3 separate regions of the Muntiacus reevesi genome follow, and all the other regions are linked to region 2. A link is a contact called in public Hi-C data. All regions are on one chromosome and are shown on one strand. The core of a region is the stretch at or near the end of the contact, and the rest is flanking DNA. Distances in the headings are between cores, read along the strand shown. Region 1 holds the start of EXOC8 (exocyst complex component 8). Region 2 holds the start of ARV1 (ARV1 homolog, fatty acid homeostasis modulator). Region 3 holds the start of GNPAT (glyceronephosphate O-acyltransferase).

Region 1 (2,834 bases), core at 302-2,801, 310 kb before region 2:
AGTGTCATATCTTCTCTCTTATTTTAGATGCTTTGATATCAATTCAAAAAACAAGTACAGTGGTATACAACAACTTCTTAGACTTACTTGTTAACTCCGTTCATATACCGGGGTACATTATCTCAAATCAGAATTTCTCAAACCTGGAGTGTCAGAAAGGGATCCTTTTAGAGGCATCCCTTTAGATCCCCTGGATCCAGAAATATGGGAACATGAGCACCTTCCCCACTCTGGGGCTCCGGAGCTCACAGCTAAGTACACCACACAATGTGTCCCTGGCACTCTCTCTTGGGGCAGATTCTGGCTGTTTCTCCCACCTGGATCCTAAAGCACACCCCTAAGACAAATTAGAAAAGCGTTAACTTGCTTTTTAGTAACCGTTAAGGGCCTTTGGACTGTGCTGTGTACTTAGTCGCTCAGTTGTGTCCGACTCTGAGACCCCACGGACTGTATGAAGCCCGCCAGGCTCCTCTGTTCATGGGATTCTCCAGGCAAGAATACTGGAATGGGTTGCCATGCCCTCCTCCAGGGGATCTTCCCGACCCAGGAATCAAACACAGGTCTCCCAGGTCTCAGGCGGATTCTTTAACGTTTGAGCCACCAGGGAAGCCCTTTCTAGTGAAGTGAGATTCAAAGAAACACAATTTTTCTCTCAGTGCGCCCCTTACAAGTCAAGCCATCGCGGGATGGGCCACGGGGCTTTCTTGAAGTCGTTTAAGGTGAGAAGGGAAGGGGCTGGAAGGAAGATAATCCCTGTGGGGCCGCCTGCCCCAAATCCAGAGCCCGGGCTAACGCCCCGGGACCGGGAGGGGCGACAGAAGGGCCGCCGGCGGCCCCGTCCACAGCGGGGCCCGGGACTCACAGCGTCATCCGCACGCTCCACTTCACCTCGACCGCCTCCAGTTGGCCCCAGAAGAAACGGTCGTTGAACAGAACAAACAGGGCCTGTAAGTCAGGGGTGGGGTCCACCAACTCCCAGGACGCGTCGACCAGCGACAGGGGCTCCTGGACCGGTTCGCGCTCCGAGACCTGCAAGTTCCACTCCTCCTGAAGCTGTAGTGCCAAAACCAGGTCCTCATCCATGGCTGCCGAGGCCCAGAGGGGGTGACTCCACGTCCGGGGCGGGGGGGGGGGGGGGGGGCGTCTGAGGGTCCGGTCGCACGCTTAGGAGATACGGGCTTTCTGGCCAGTTCGCCGATCTCGCGAGACTCAGGGAAAACGGGCTCGACAACGATAACTTAGCTTGTCCCAAACGCCGAAGTCAAGATTCTGGGCCTTAAAAAAAAGAACTCAGCGTGACACCACCTATGGGCTCAAAACTAGGGTTGAAGGTTTCAGATACCTGGTTACAGTCTTTACGGTTCGCGAGTCACGTCAAACACCAACGACACACTCCGCCCACACGTAGCCCCTCGTAGTACCTACATCTCTCTGCCCCGCCCTCCACTTACTTCCGCAATAGCTTCTCCAGCGTAGGAGCCCTAGGCCCCTGAAGCTACTGCGCAGGCGCACGTCGGCACTCGGCTCCTTGCGCAGGCGCAGTGACTGAAGTTCAAACCCGGGCGCAGGCGTATTCGTCTCTCTTCCATCCTGCTTCCTTAGCCCTGGAGTTTGTCCCGGCTTGGGTGGGCCTCCACAGCGGCGGCACCGGCCACGGCGGTAGTGACAGGGAGTGCGTGAGTCCGGACGGAAATGGCGATGGCGATGTCAGACAGTGGGGCGAGCCGGCTGCGGCGGCAGCTCGAGTCAGGCGGCTTCGAGGCGCGGCTGTACGTGAAGCAGCTCTCGCAGCAGTCGGACGGGGACCGGGACTTGCAGGAGCACCGACAGCGCATCCAGGCGCTGGCGGAGGAGACGGCGCAGAACCTGAAGCGCAACGTCTACCAGAACTACCGGCAGTTCATAGAGACGGCCCGTGAGATCTCCTACCTGGAGAGCGAGATGTATCAGCTCAGCCACCTGCTGACGGAGCAGAAGAGCAGCCTGGAGAGCATCCCGCTTACCCTGCTGCCGGCTGCCGCTGCCGCGGGCGCCGCCGCCACCTCTGGAGGGGAGGAGGGAGGAGGTGGCGCGGGGGGCCGCGACCACCTCCGTGGCCAGACCGGCTTTTTCCCCAGCCCCGGGGGCGCCTCCCGGGACGGTTCTGGGCCAGGCGAGGAAGGAAAGCAGCGAACCCTCACCACCCTGCTTGAGAAGGTGGAAGGCTGCAGGCACCTGCTGGAGACGCCAGGACAGTACCTAGTGTACAATGGTGACCTGGTGGAATACGAGGCGGACCACATGGCCCAGCTGCAGCGGGTGCACGGCTTTCTCATGAACGACTGTTTGCTGGTGGCCACCTGGCTGCCACAGCGGCGGGGGATGTATCGCTACAACGCCCTCTATCCCCTGGATGGTTTGGCTGTGGTCAATGTCAAGGACAACCCACCCATGAAGGACATGTTCAAGCTGTTAATGTTTCCCGAGAGCCGTATTTTTCAGGCAGAAAATGCAAAAATCAAACGGGAGTGGCTGGAAGTGCTGGAGGAAACCAAGAGGGCCCTCAGTGAAAAAAGACGCAGGGAACAGGAGGAGGCAGCGGCCCCTCGCGGGCCACCCCAAGTGACCCCCAAGGCCAGTAACCCGTTTGAGGACGAAGACGACGACGAACCAACTGTTCCCGAGATAGAAGAAGAGAAGGTGGACCTCTCAATGGAATGGATCCAAGAATTGCCTGAAGACCTGGATGTCTGTATTGCCCAGAGGGACTTTGAAGGTGCCGTTGACCTGCTGGATAAATTGAACCATTACCTAGAAGACAAGCCCAGCCCACCTCCTGTCAAAGAACTGAGGGC
Region 2 (3,109 bases), core at 157-2,656:
TATAGAGAAACCAGTGTCTGATGGTTTGAAAAGGATTTTGTTTTTGTTAGCCTAATGCCAGATGCATTTTGAACACTAGTACTGGGTTTATGTGGTTGCATAGTTTGTGGAAGTTCTCTAAGCGAAGCAGGAGAGGATATATGTGAAACTTGAGGAGAGACAGGGTATTGTTCAGAGGAATGGGAACATGAATGGACTAATGAAGTGTATCATGATGAACAGATGGTATCAAGGCCTACCTGAGGTTAGCGGTCATGAATTTAAGGTATTTTCTCCCCAGCAAAGCTCAGCAGCAAGGGTGTAGGGTCAGATAGGCAATATGTTTCAATTTTGCCAAATGAGAGAAACAACTTGAAAGAAGAGCAGGAAATTGAGAGTGCAGGCACAAAAATGATTATTAACAATGGTTGACAAGAAACAGGTACACATTCACACTGTTGACTCCCTTGCAAATTACTCTTGCCATGTTTTTGAAATGAGAATTATTAAAAAGTCATCAGGAGATCAGAAAGGGGACAAAAATGTATTGACTGCCTATATTGTGACAGATTCTTTCCTAATGGCCCCCCAAAGAACCTCCAATTTTGTGTTTTTTAAAAACATATTCTCTGTAATAGACTATGGGACACCTCGAAAACAGAATTTTCACTTCCTCGCTTTTGGTTTTTATATCATCAACGTCCAGCATAGTGCTTCGTACATAATAGTGTACATTCATGAAACCTGAAAAAATATTCTAGGAGAATTTACTGTAGGTGATGAAATGTTAAGACGGTAACATCTGTCCAATCAAAGGTAGAATAAGAATGAAATAGTTTTGACGGGAGCCCAAATGTCAGCCTAATCCGATCTTTAAATTTCTCTGCACAACGCATGCATCCATCTCCGTCCGAGGATTTGTTCGCCCGGGTCAGCAAACACGAGCCGTACGAGAAAAGTGCTGTAGGTAGCACTTCTCTACCACTACAGGTATTGACGCAAAGGTTCGACTGAGCCGGAACGGAAATGTCAACCATCGAACTGAAGTCTGTATTAGAGCACTCTGAAACGCGTTGATTTTTGATCGCCCTAGAAAGCTGGCAAAGATTCCACGGCATCTCACGACCCCCAGATCTCGCTGCGCCATTTTTTCCCCAAGGACACCCCACACCTGACAACTCACACAGATGGTTATCTTCAGCACGCCGTGGTTATAGTCTCGGTACAACTCCTTGGCCTCTTGGTTGCATTCGATGCACCTGTACTGGCAGGAGGCCGAGGGAGCAGTAGTCGAAGTCACTGTCGCCTCATCCGTCTTCCCCTTTCCCGCTGTCACCCCTTCGGCGTTGCCTTTGCCAGGCCGAAGCCCACTCCGCCCACCGGTGCCCATTTCCACGCAACTGCCAGCCAGAACTTCCGATTCAGTGGCGGGGGAAGACGTCAGACGGCAGACCGGAAGTCTTGCGCCGGGCGGTGCTTGCTGGGACTCGCAGTCCCAGCACCGAAAGGGGGCTCTCAGGCTAAGCCGAGCTGGGACTACAACTCCCAGCGGGCAGTGCTATGACCACCCCCTTCTCCCGCCCCCTTACCACAGCCCACCTGCCCGCCGCGGGTTAAGGCTGGGAGGGCGCCGCGCGCCGCGAGGGCCGCCGCACATGCGCCTTGAGGGAAGATGGCACCTGCCGGCTGCTGCTGCGGCGGCTGCTGGGGCGGCGCTGTGGCCGCCGCGGACGCCGCCCGGCGCGTCGTGGTGCTGCTGCTGCTGGGGGTTTTGTCTGCCGGGCCGGGACCCGGCGCCTTAGCCACCGAGCACTACTCGCCGCTGTCCCTGCTCAAGCAGGAGCTGCAGCACCGGCAGCAGCAGGAGGCCCCGGCGGGCGGCGGTTGCAGCCCGCAGTCCGGGGACTGGGGGGACCAGTACTCTGCCGAGTGCGGCGGTGAGTGGGGGGCGGCGGGTGGGCGGCGGGGTTGCGGCGGAGTGCCGGCGCGACTGGGCCGTAGGGGCTGCGGGCCCTGGCGCCGGTGCTGGCCGCCCTGGCCTTGCTGCAGCCGGCCGCGGCGTGTACCCCTGCTGGAGCCGGCTTCTCGAAATGTTGCGCCAGGGCCGCTTCCCGCCGCTTGCACCCACGCCGCTGCGCGCCCTCCTCCCGAGGCCGCCTTGGGGAGGGCAGTGAATAGTGAAAAAAGCTGGCAGCATTCTCCCGAGGCCGGGGCGGGCTCTCTGCAGCCCTAGCAACTTTTGAAAGGGTGGAGGAGGAGATGGCAGGTGGCCCGGGGCAGCCTCAGTCTCGCTCCGGCCCCCTGCGGGTGCTGTGTGAGCAAGGGAAGGAGTAAAAAGGGCCGGACCCGCGCCTGGAGCGGGGATGTCTGGCTCATCTTAGGTCTGGAAATCAGATTTGCTGACCTCCCTATTGATGTTTTGTATTATACATAGCCTCCGAGAATTTGATCCCTGGGGAAAAAAAGGAGGGAACAGAAGAGTAACCTCATTGTATCTGTTCACTGACATCTTGCTTCCAGTTGTTTAAGACTGACCTGTGATCTCTCCGGTGTCTCACAGAGAATAAAAGTAGCCCTGCGGGCTCCGGTGTATGTCAGAGCAGTGAGTGTGTGTTGGCACTGGGCCAGCTCATTCATTCACGTTGGGCACTATTGGCCTCAGTTTATTCCTCAGAGGCAGGGTACATATGTCCGTTTTTTGAAGTTCTGTAGTGGGTCCTTTTTGGGTTCCCTGGTGCCTGTAATGCAGGAGACCTGGGTTCAGTCCCTGGGTTGGGAAGATACCCTGGAGAAGGGAATGGCTACCCACTCCAGTATTCTTGCCTGGAGAATCCCATGGACAGAGGAGCCTGGTGGGCTACAGTTGTCCATGGGGTCCGGAAGAGTCAGACACAACTTAAGCAACTAACACTTTCACTGCGTGGGCATTTTTACCTTTCAGTCCCCTCCCTTCTCCTTCCTCTTTCCTCTTGGCCTGTGTGAGTTCCCTTAAGGGTTGCTTTTGAAACGTCAGGGTCTGCTTGACTCATAGGAGCTGGCTGGTTGGTTTTATGGTCTGACAGCAGTCTAGCATTGTGTACCTAGGAAGGCCGTAAGTATTTTTGGTTGAGATGAAATGTCGAGATTAGCA
Region 3 (3,145 bases), core at 550-3,049, 260 kb before region 2:
AGGTTAACAAGAAACTAAAGCCTGTAGTCATAAGAGTAGTGAGGGTTGCTGCCTAGCTTCAAAAGTAGTAACAGCGTACATGTAGTTGATTTAGTTTTTCACGTGAAAAAGTGGACCAAAGTCTTATCTTTGGTAAGAGGGGGAAATAAAAATCAATTATTTCCTTTAATACACATGTGGGAAATTGCTGTTAATTCATGAACCAGTTTAGGGCTGAAAAAGCTACCTATGGGGAGTCAGAGCTACACAGTAACCCTCTTCACTACATTCCAAGGTTGAAATATTTCACTGAACTATGAAGTGAGGTCAATGAAGAGAAAGGCACAAGTGATAAACCTTAGGAGAGTGGACAATTAGAAGCCCAAGCTCTTCACAGCAAGGCAACAGAAGTTTTCCCATGCTCCACTGATTTCCCAATTTGAAGGTAGACATGGGTTTTGTTGTTGTTGCGGTTGTTCAGTCGCTAAGTCATGTCCAATTCTGTGCAGTCCCATAGACTAGCCCGCCAGGCTCCTCTGTCCATGCGATTTCCCAAGCAAGAACACTGCAGAAGGTTGTCATTCCTGTCCCCAGGGGATCTTCCAGACCCAGGGATCCAACTCGGGTCGCCTGCATTGCAGGTGGATTCTTTATCATATGTACATTCTTTTCTGAAACTGAGTTTCTGGCTTACTTTGCTCTTTCATGCTTTCCCCGTTACCACGTTCCTACATAAATTAACCTTAGATTTAAGCCAGAACATTGATAACATGACTTTAAAATATGCACTTTTATTTCTTCCTATGGTAAATAAAAATTAATTTTTTTTTTAAGTCAATTGCCCCACGGTTGTGCAATACTGAGAGCTACAAATTTCTGCCTCAAAATATCTTCATGAATCTGTGAGTGACTAACATTCCGTTGTCAAAAAGGACCAGTTAAAATCAGAAGGGGTTTAGGCGGTGAAAAGGCCAACTGTAGGGAGGCCAGGTGCCATTAGCTGTCTTTCAGAATGACTTGTGGGAAAAGTACAATGATGGACAGAGACAGAGAAACACAATAAAAATTTCCAGAAGCTCCAAATCTTCTTAGATTAAAAGTCTTAGAAACTCGATGCACACATACAAGCCAAACACTTTTTCTCCCGGGAATATCACACCTGCGGAAGAGCGGGGTGGGGAACCACAGGCTATCTCAGGCTGGGTCAGACCCGCAGGTTTCCCCGGTTCGAGGAACCAACCAAAAGGTAGTTCGATTCGCCCTCGCTAGAGACGGAGATTCCCAACTTTCCTCCCTCGTTCCGGTGTCAGCGGCTTCCTGAAGGCCCCATGCCTGGTGGAGTGAAAGGGAAGGAACGAGCGGGCAGGAACCAGAGGAACCATCACCAACACAAACTTCTAAAAGCATACCGACGCTCACACACACAGAGATACACCGTCGCCCTGGAAACCAAATCAATCACCTCATCCCTCCTCTGGGGATCTCGGACCCACTCCTTTGCACCTCGGGTCGCAGCCCGGAGGAACCCGGGACCGAGAGAAGCGGGTCCTCTCGCAGCCCCGCCCCGGCCTCGCTCCCCTGGGCGCATACCGCGTAGAGGAGCACGACAGCCCCGGGACCCGTGGAGCCGACGGAGAAACAAGACTTGGATGAACTGGAAGGATCCATGCTGCGGCTGCTGTCCCGGGTGTGGCCTGGGATTCTTGGCTAAGCAGTGGTGGTGCTGCTGCTGTGGGCGGTTCTTCCGCGCGGGGCGGCTCGACCTCGCCTAGGGCGGCAGCACCCTCTAAGGCCACTCCACAGGACCTCGGGCGCCGCCATCTTAACCAGGACGGAAGCCGCGCGGGGACTCAAGGCGCGCGCAACCCGTCAGAAACCGGAAGCGAACGGGGAGGCCCGCGAGATCTGTGCTGTCCCGCCGCGGCCCGCTGGCCTCACGATGGCTCAGGAGCCCCGGTTGGCGACTTCCGCGCCTCCCGGTTCTCAGGCCCTTCTGGACACTTTGCTCCAGAACCTCTACGACTTTGGTGAGTGCCGGGCCTCGGAGCCCACGTGGAGAGCCAACTTAAGGACCCCGGACCTGGCTGGCCTCAGCTTTCAGGCTAAAGATTCTTGCTCCTCGAGCACTCCTTGGCTCCTCCAACCAGGTTCAGATAATGGGTCCTGCACCCTCCCCTCGCCTACGACCGGGGTCTGTGAGCCTTTCTAAGAATCAGATGTCCCAACTCGTTCCTGAGTGTGGGGGCCAACCGGCTTGCTTGTCGAAAGCATTAACGCTTTCAGACTTAACGAGGAGATGTGCACAGGACCTCAGGCTCTGGAAATGGCATCCTTTCTCACTCCCGACCTCTGGGAAGCCCCTTTCTCCCACGCACCCCCCAGATCCGCCTGACCCTCGGGCATTGGTGACACCTTGTCGCGTTGGGACCTCTTTTGGTGACTTCAGAGAATGGTTTCACATGAAACTTTTCACGACCTTTCAGCCTTAAGTTGGCTGACTTATGCTTGCCTTCATCTTGATTGCGGAAAAGGAAACTTACCATTAAAGGTTGGGAACTCCTGGCACTTAAGCAAGGATCCAGTTCTACACACTCTGAAGAACTTACCCCAGGGAAGATGACACTCCTTCATGCACCGGAAATCATCAGGCATTAGTGCCTTATAGGTCAAACACATTTCTTAAATTTGTAGTATGATGTTGCTGTTTTATTTTGGAGCCAGTTGCTCAAAATTCTAAGCTCATTACATAGCTTAGAATAAAAAATAATAGCTAAAAAAGCATTGCGATTTTACCATACACTCCGTACTTTACATGTATATGCTCATTTCATTATCACAACAATTCTATGAAATAGATACTGTCCTTAATACTGTTATTACAAGACAAATAGCATTATTGTAGAAATAAGCACTAGAGGTTAAAAAACTTGGAAGTTCACCCAGCTAGTAACTTGAAGAGCTTGGATTCTAAGCCCCACACTGTGTTTCCAACTCCTGCACTTGTATTGACTTGTACTGTGGACAGAGTATCTCTGGGCCTTTGGAAATGTTGGAAGACAGAGAAGACTTAGTCTCTGACCTTGAGAAGTCCTAGAGGAGAAGACTTTTCTGCAAAATCTTAAATATAGTTTGTGTTAACACAGGCCGGAACTTACTTGGAGCTCTG

What was found. Hi-C and Micro-C count contacts between places; a contact is called where the count stands out from the background.
Region 1: a Hi-C map of blood shows a contact between it and region 2, with 2.3 times the contacts expected there. The contact joins the promoter of EXOC8 here to the promoter of ARV1 in region 2. A contact is called at or near these places in 2 of 3 Hi-C or Micro-C datasets (blood and muscle).
Region 3: a Hi-C map of muscle shows a contact between it and region 2, with 2.6 times the contacts expected there. The contact joins the promoter of GNPAT here to the promoter of ARV1 in region 2. A contact is called at or near these places in 2 of 3 Hi-C or Micro-C datasets (blood and muscle).

What each region holds. Positions count from the first base shown.
Region 1 is chr2:89,724,781-89,727,614 of mMunRee1.1, forward strand. It overlaps EXOC8 (exocyst complex component 8), which reads left to right and starts at 1,552. Exons shown (of 1, transcript XM_065922311.1): 1 at 1,552-2,834. The coding sequence starts at 1,693. SPRTN (SprT-like N-terminal domain) reads right to left here and starts at 1,448. Exons shown (of 5, transcript XM_065922312.1): 1 at 863-1,448. The coding sequence starts at 1,083.
Region 2 is chr2:90,039,652-90,042,760 of mMunRee1.1, forward strand. It overlaps ARV1 (ARV1 homolog, fatty acid homeostasis modulator), which reads right to left and starts at 1,407. Exons shown (of 5, transcript XM_065922317.1): 1 at 1,163-1,407. The coding sequence starts at 1,369. TTC13 (tetratricopeptide repeat domain 13) reads left to right here and starts at 1,607. Exons shown (of 23, transcript XM_065922319.1): 1 at 1,607-1,916. The coding sequence starts at 1,652.
Region 3 is chr2:89,777,973-89,781,117 of mMunRee1.1, forward strand. GNPAT (glyceronephosphate O-acyltransferase) reads right to left here and starts at 1,800. Exons shown (of 16, transcript XM_065922314.1): 1 at 1,570-1,800. The coding sequence starts at 1,647. C2H1orf131 (chromosome 2 C1orf131 homolog) reads left to right here and starts at 1,854. Exons shown (of 7, transcript XM_065922315.1): 1 at 1,854-2,006. The coding sequence starts at 1,919.